2 separate regions of the Hordeum vulgare genome follow, and region 1 is linked to region 2. A link is a contact called in public Hi-C data. All regions are on one chromosome and are shown on one strand. Each heading gives the region's core, a stretch centred on a gene start, on an enhancer-like site or on the middle of the called end of the contact. The rest is flanking DNA. Distances are from core to core; before and after follow the strand shown. Region 1 holds the start of LOC123452095 (glycosyltransferase BC10-like). Region 2 holds the start of LOC123452094 (protein IQ-DOMAIN 5-like).

Evidence for each region. Hi-C and Micro-C count contacts between places; a contact is called where the count stands out from the background.
Region 1: a Hi-C map of leaf shows a contact between it and region 2, with 2.0 times the contacts expected there. The contact joins the promoter of LOC123452095 here to the promoter of LOC123452094 in region 2. A contact is called at or near these places in 2 of 6 Hi-C or Micro-C datasets (leaf and seedling) and 1 of 1 datasets of contacts at active chromatin or transcription factors (embryo).

What each region holds. Positions count from the first base shown.
Region 1 is chr5H:520,527,431-520,530,130 of MorexV3_pseudomolecules_assembly, reverse strand. LOC123452095 (glycosyltransferase BC10-like) reads right to left here and starts at 1,316. Exons shown (of 2, transcript XM_045128679.1): 1 at 1-1,316. The coding sequence starts at 705.
Region 2 is chr5H:520,399,275-520,401,974 of MorexV3_pseudomolecules_assembly, reverse strand. It overlaps LOC123452094 (protein IQ-DOMAIN 5-like), which reads right to left and starts at 1,420. Exons shown (of 8, transcript XM_045128678.1): 1 at 1,285-1,420; 2 at 1-134. The coding sequence starts at 91.

The sequences.
Region 1 (2,700 bases), core at 67-2,566, 130 kb before region 2:
CTGCGATCCAGCACGAAACTGGCCATAGGGCACCTCTGGCAACATCACCTCATCACCGCGGGCATAGTACCTATCATGGAGGATGGAGGTGTTGTCCATTATCTCTATGAAGCTGCGGTGGTGGCCGTGAGGGCCAGCATTGTCGGAGACGAGTGCATTGTACAGGGTGGGGAACGGGTGCAGCGGGATGCAGGACTGAGACAGCAGCGCAAAGAACTGGTTTGACGGGTCGTCTAGGAGTGCGGTGGCGAGGAGGCGGCGGGCGGCAGAGATGAGCGTGGGGGAGGCACGCTGCGTGGCCTTGGCTGCGACGAAGCGGCCGCGGAAGGTGGGCGTCGGGGGCAGCTCTAGGACGGAGTAGGGATCGGCATGGACATACAGGTTGAAGAGCTGGCCGTGACCATGGAAGTACTTCTCCCAGAGTGGTGAGAAGACGATGTCGGAGTTGGTGAGGAAGAGGAAGGCGACTTTGGGCCGAGGGCGGCGGTGGAAGAAGTAGGAGGTGGTGGCCGGCTTGGCGGAGGAAGAGGAGAGGATGGCGCGGCGGAAGAGGGCAAGGTCGTCTGACTCGTCGGCGTCCGGGATGGCGGGGAGCGTCTTCGGCGGGAGCAGGCGCGGCGCGAGGAGGAAGACTACCGGGATGGAGAGGAGCAGGAGCAGGGAGAGCAGGAAGGGCGAGGCGTGCGTGGTCACCGGCGACGTCATCCCCGGCGACCGCAGAATGCGAGCGGCGGTGGGGATTGGATCTTGGTGGGGGGTAGAGGGAGAAAGAGCAGAGTTTTAAAAGAGGGAGGAATTGAGAGCGATTGGCAGACAGGGACAGTCCTGTGGAGGAATTGGGCGAAGAGGACGGAAGAATGCCCCGCGAATTGGATCTTTCGATCCGGAGGCTGGGAGTGAAGCAGGGAGGGGAGCGGCGAGCACGGGCCGGCGCCAGGGGTCAATCCGAGGAGCAGCCGGGCATGGCGTCCCTCTCCTCGGAATCAGACCAAATGGCGAGCACTGGGCTCCGAATCCCGGCCGGAGCTCGGCCGCCTCCGTCCCTCCCTCGGCTGCGGGGGCTTTACCGCGAGATCCGGTAACCGCCGCGGGGTGGGGGAGAGAGGAGAGGAGAGGAGACCAGGAACGGCACCTCGTGGGCAGGGCAGGGCAGGGCAGGGCAGGGCAGACAAGAACAGCCAGGAACGGAGCAACCGACCGACCGACTCCCCCCCAACAACCAATAAAACAAGGCACGCGGCCACACCGGGGAGGGAAAATGGCGGCACGGGGCCGCTGCGCTGCGCTGCGCCGGGCGGGCGGATCCGGCTCGGCCCCCCGGAGCGGAGGGGGAGAGCGGCGGCGGGCGAGAGAGGGATCGGGAGATTTTTGGGGAGATCTTTGTTTGTGAGGCCGAGAAGGAGGGGTGGGGAAGATGGGGGAGGGGAGTGAGGAGGAGGAGGAGGAGGAGAGGTGCGTGCGCGGCGCGGGCTGGTTGTGTGTCGCGTCGCTGTCGAGCGGGCCCGCCAGTCGGGTTAAATAGGATTGGTTGAGTTAGGGGGGGTGACGCGGCTGGCATTGGCAACTGAGGTATTAGTGGACGGCACTGTCCGACTCTAGACTCTACACCAGACCCCTACCTGCTTCTGTTACATCGCGGCGGTTGGATCCGCCGGGGGCGATCATCTTGACGCGCCTCTAGAAGCCTCTCCCTTCCCTCTCTTCTTTTTTCTTTTTTTGCGCACAAGATGGGTCTTCCACATGTTCTTTGTATCGGCCTATCGGGTATATGGTGCCAAGCTGCTGATGGTGATGGTTGATCTTGCCAGCCGGCCGGTACACGTCCTCGTCGGTCTTTGCCAGATGGCCGGTGTGGTGGTTGCGCGGGCCCACATGTCAGTTCTTGAGCCAACCGGCTGTTTTCCTCTTTCTTTTCCTACTAGTAATTTCATTTTGTGGCGGGTGTTCGTCAGTGTGGAAGCGGCGTTGCGAATTGTGCGGCAACGATGATGGTGGCAAGATGAGCGGAACTGCAGCTTTGCCTTGCTCATCGACTACCTGGCTTGTTGCCAAGCGTCAAGTCGAGGCTGCAGCGGCATGGAAACTACGTTTAAAAGTTGCTTAAAATGGTCATTGTCTCCTTCCTTCTTCCTTCGTTTGTTGGTCGTGTGTCGCTAAGGCCAATCGTCGCCCATCGACGATCTATGTCGCCTGGGTGGCAGAATCGCCCCTACCATGACGATCGTCGCGTTGGTGGAATCGCTCCTTCCCCGCCCCCAAACTCTGTTGCTGTTGCGACTTCAATCACCGGACCTGTTTTCTTGTAGGTACTCATAGAATGTATGACGATCGATTTTGCATCTATCTTTTTAAAATGGCCAGTCGGAAAATTACTATTCCCCCCATTTCAAAATAAGTGACTCAACTTTGTATTAAAATTAATACAAAGTTGGGTCACTTGTTTCTTTGGATAAATGGAGTAGTAATTTTAAAGTTGGTACAGAGTTACAAAGTTGAGTCACTTGTTTTTGGAAGGAAATAATAATTTTAAAATTAATATAAAATTGAGTCACTTGTTTTAAACGAATAAGTACTATTTAAAAAATAGCAGTCGATCGGGAAATTACTACTACGAGGATAACAATCAAACACGAGTAGCATGGATGCACATGGTCAAAAATTGATCACAATGGTACGATCAATTTTTCTGCTAGTACTTGA
Region 2 (2,700 bases), core at 171-2,670:
TTTCTGCCTTTTCTTGATTTTCTGAACCCCGCCCCTTTTCCTGCTTTCTTATGCGAACCAGTGATTTAATCCACTTGGCCGAAATGCCCATGGTAACCCAGCCTTTCCTTTCTTCCAATCAGAGAGCCTAAGACCTGCATTCAGAATATTGCAATGTTACGGTGCTAAATAAGCAAAGCTGCTTCTGCTTGAAACTTAAGTAAAAGAAGAAAGATGACCCACAGCATAGAACCAAGAAAAACTACATAACAATTGCTAGAATCTCGCGCAGTGCATCCTACAATAAGAGTTCGCACATGCAAGTTGCTTCCAATGATTACTGGCTGTCCAGTAAAGAACCTAGGTTGTATGATAAGGTCAGTTGGAAGCAACAAAAATATTCTGCCATTCCTTGGCTGATGGTTTGCCATAAAAGTATACAATACCAGTCATGACTACGGCAGCAAACTAGCAGAGATGCTGATAGGTAATCCTACTCCACCACCTAATATACAGTACACGCAAGGATTTTTTGCACGCTAGGCCAAAATTGAAGAACAGTTCAGCAAACTAGTATCAAACCCAGAAAGGGAGAGAAACAGAGTTTCAGAAACTTAGGCATGGTCCTGCAAGATGTAAGCAGCATTTGTACCCTGTGAATGCAGCTAAAAACTGAGCAAAACTCACAAGTAGTAATTCCCAAGAGGGATACATTCCAACACGAAGATTTCAGGGGCTGCATTGCAGGCGCTAGGCGACCCAAAATGTAAGAAGTTGCAGAACTCCGAGATAAGAGTTAAGGCCCAGCCAGCAAGCACCTTGAAAGTTCACTGTAACCTTTACAGCGAATGAAGACACGGCCAGCCCCCAAAAAGAAACCCGGCTTTGAGAAGGAAAGAACGGGAGCGGGGCGGAGATTGTCAACAGAACCTCTTTACGGCACTCCGTTATAAATCTTGCGACAGTGCAGCGACTTGGATGGCACACGGATTCCATGAGAAAATTCAACAAGAACACACCGTGTACCCGCAATGGCAGTTCCAAGCCACCGAACGCGCGCACAAATCAGAACCGCAGGCCGCAAGACGAGCGAGCAGAGGGACGCAGAGCTCGGACGTTACGAAATTCCCCCAAAAAATCTGGTGAGAGCGGGGCTCGAATCAAAGAGCAGGCCCGTCAATCATTCGCTCGGGGGTCTCGAACTGGACCAAATCGCACCGGAGATGAACGCGCAGCCCAGAGGCGCTCGCCGAAATGCCTACTGGGGATTCTGGACATGGGATGGGCTGGGAACCTGGGACTCACCTGGGCGCCGAAGACGATAGCCTGAGACCACCAGGAAGCTGGAGAGTGGAGAGCATTCCTTCCCTCCCCTCCCCTCCGCCGCTCGCCTCTTCTGTCGCGCGTCGTGAGCCCCTCTTCTTTTCTGCCTCGGGGTGGTGTACTCTTCTTCTTCTCTCCCTCTTATTTGCGCACTTTTCGTTTCTTCGAAGCAAAAAAATAAAAATAAAAAAAGTTATGACAAGAGCTCACATAGAAATGATCTGTCGAGTGCTCACATCGAAAAAGTCTGACACCTCAGTTTTATCTCTTGCCACCCATTTCTATGAGGAGAGTTGTTGAGTAAATATTTTTTACTCAAACTAAGCGTGTACAACTTTTTTTTACTAAGGGCAATGCGGACGTTTAAATGGCTTGCAAACGCCTCCATCAACTTGTCCGGATGCAGTTTGTCACCCAACGCGGTTATGTATTTGTCAGTGGACACGTCTAGCTATCCGAAATCCCGTAAATCGAACGCAAACTAGGAGGTGCTTTGCGCGAGTCCGGGCCTCGGCCACATAGGACTTCGACACCGCCGGCCCATCGAAAACCAAGGCGAAGCCCGCATATTTGAAGCGTTCTACCTCCTGGATACTCCGGCTGTGGCACGCATGTTATTATTTACTCGCCTTTCCGCCTTCCCGCCGCCTGGACCCATACAAAGAGTTGTCGGAGTCAACGGAGGTGAAGGATCGAGAGAACATGGTCGCTCGCAAGATCAACTCGGCGACACACCAAGCCCACCATCTAAAAACGAATGCAAATGATCAAGAGGCAGGCGTCGTGTGGGGGGCATATACACGGGACATGGTTGGACGGGGGCGACAGAAGGCCATGCTCCACGCCTTGGCGAGACAATTTCAGCCGCCCTACTTGTACGACGCCAAACAATTCGATCATCAGCGGTCGTCCACGCCCATCGTCGTTGGGTACATGACTTATTATGTCGGTGTCAACACAACAACGCTCATTCAGACGGGGACCCGACCTCCCCGTGTGTTGGGATGATGAGCAACCCACGCCGCAAGGTGTCGCGGCGTGCTTGATGACCAACTGGAATGCCCTTGCGAGCGTCTTCTTACTGACCGTCGCTGTCATGTCGGGGAGGCCGATCTCGTGCACGAGCATGCATGTTCTTGGGCCACGTTGTCGGGGACAAACCAACCCTCCTCGACGACAAACATCGAGAAGCCACCGGCGATACAAATGTCGGACTGAAGTAGACAAAGATGAACAAAAGACATTGTGGTTATGGCAATGAATGCTCCGGCCGTCGAATGACCTGTATGTTGGCAACTCAACTCGGCTCGGCACATAACGGCACAACAAACACAATTTACATGGCGACTTTTATACCCGCCTTGCTAAGCACCTAACTTCAACTAACCCTCATGCGCA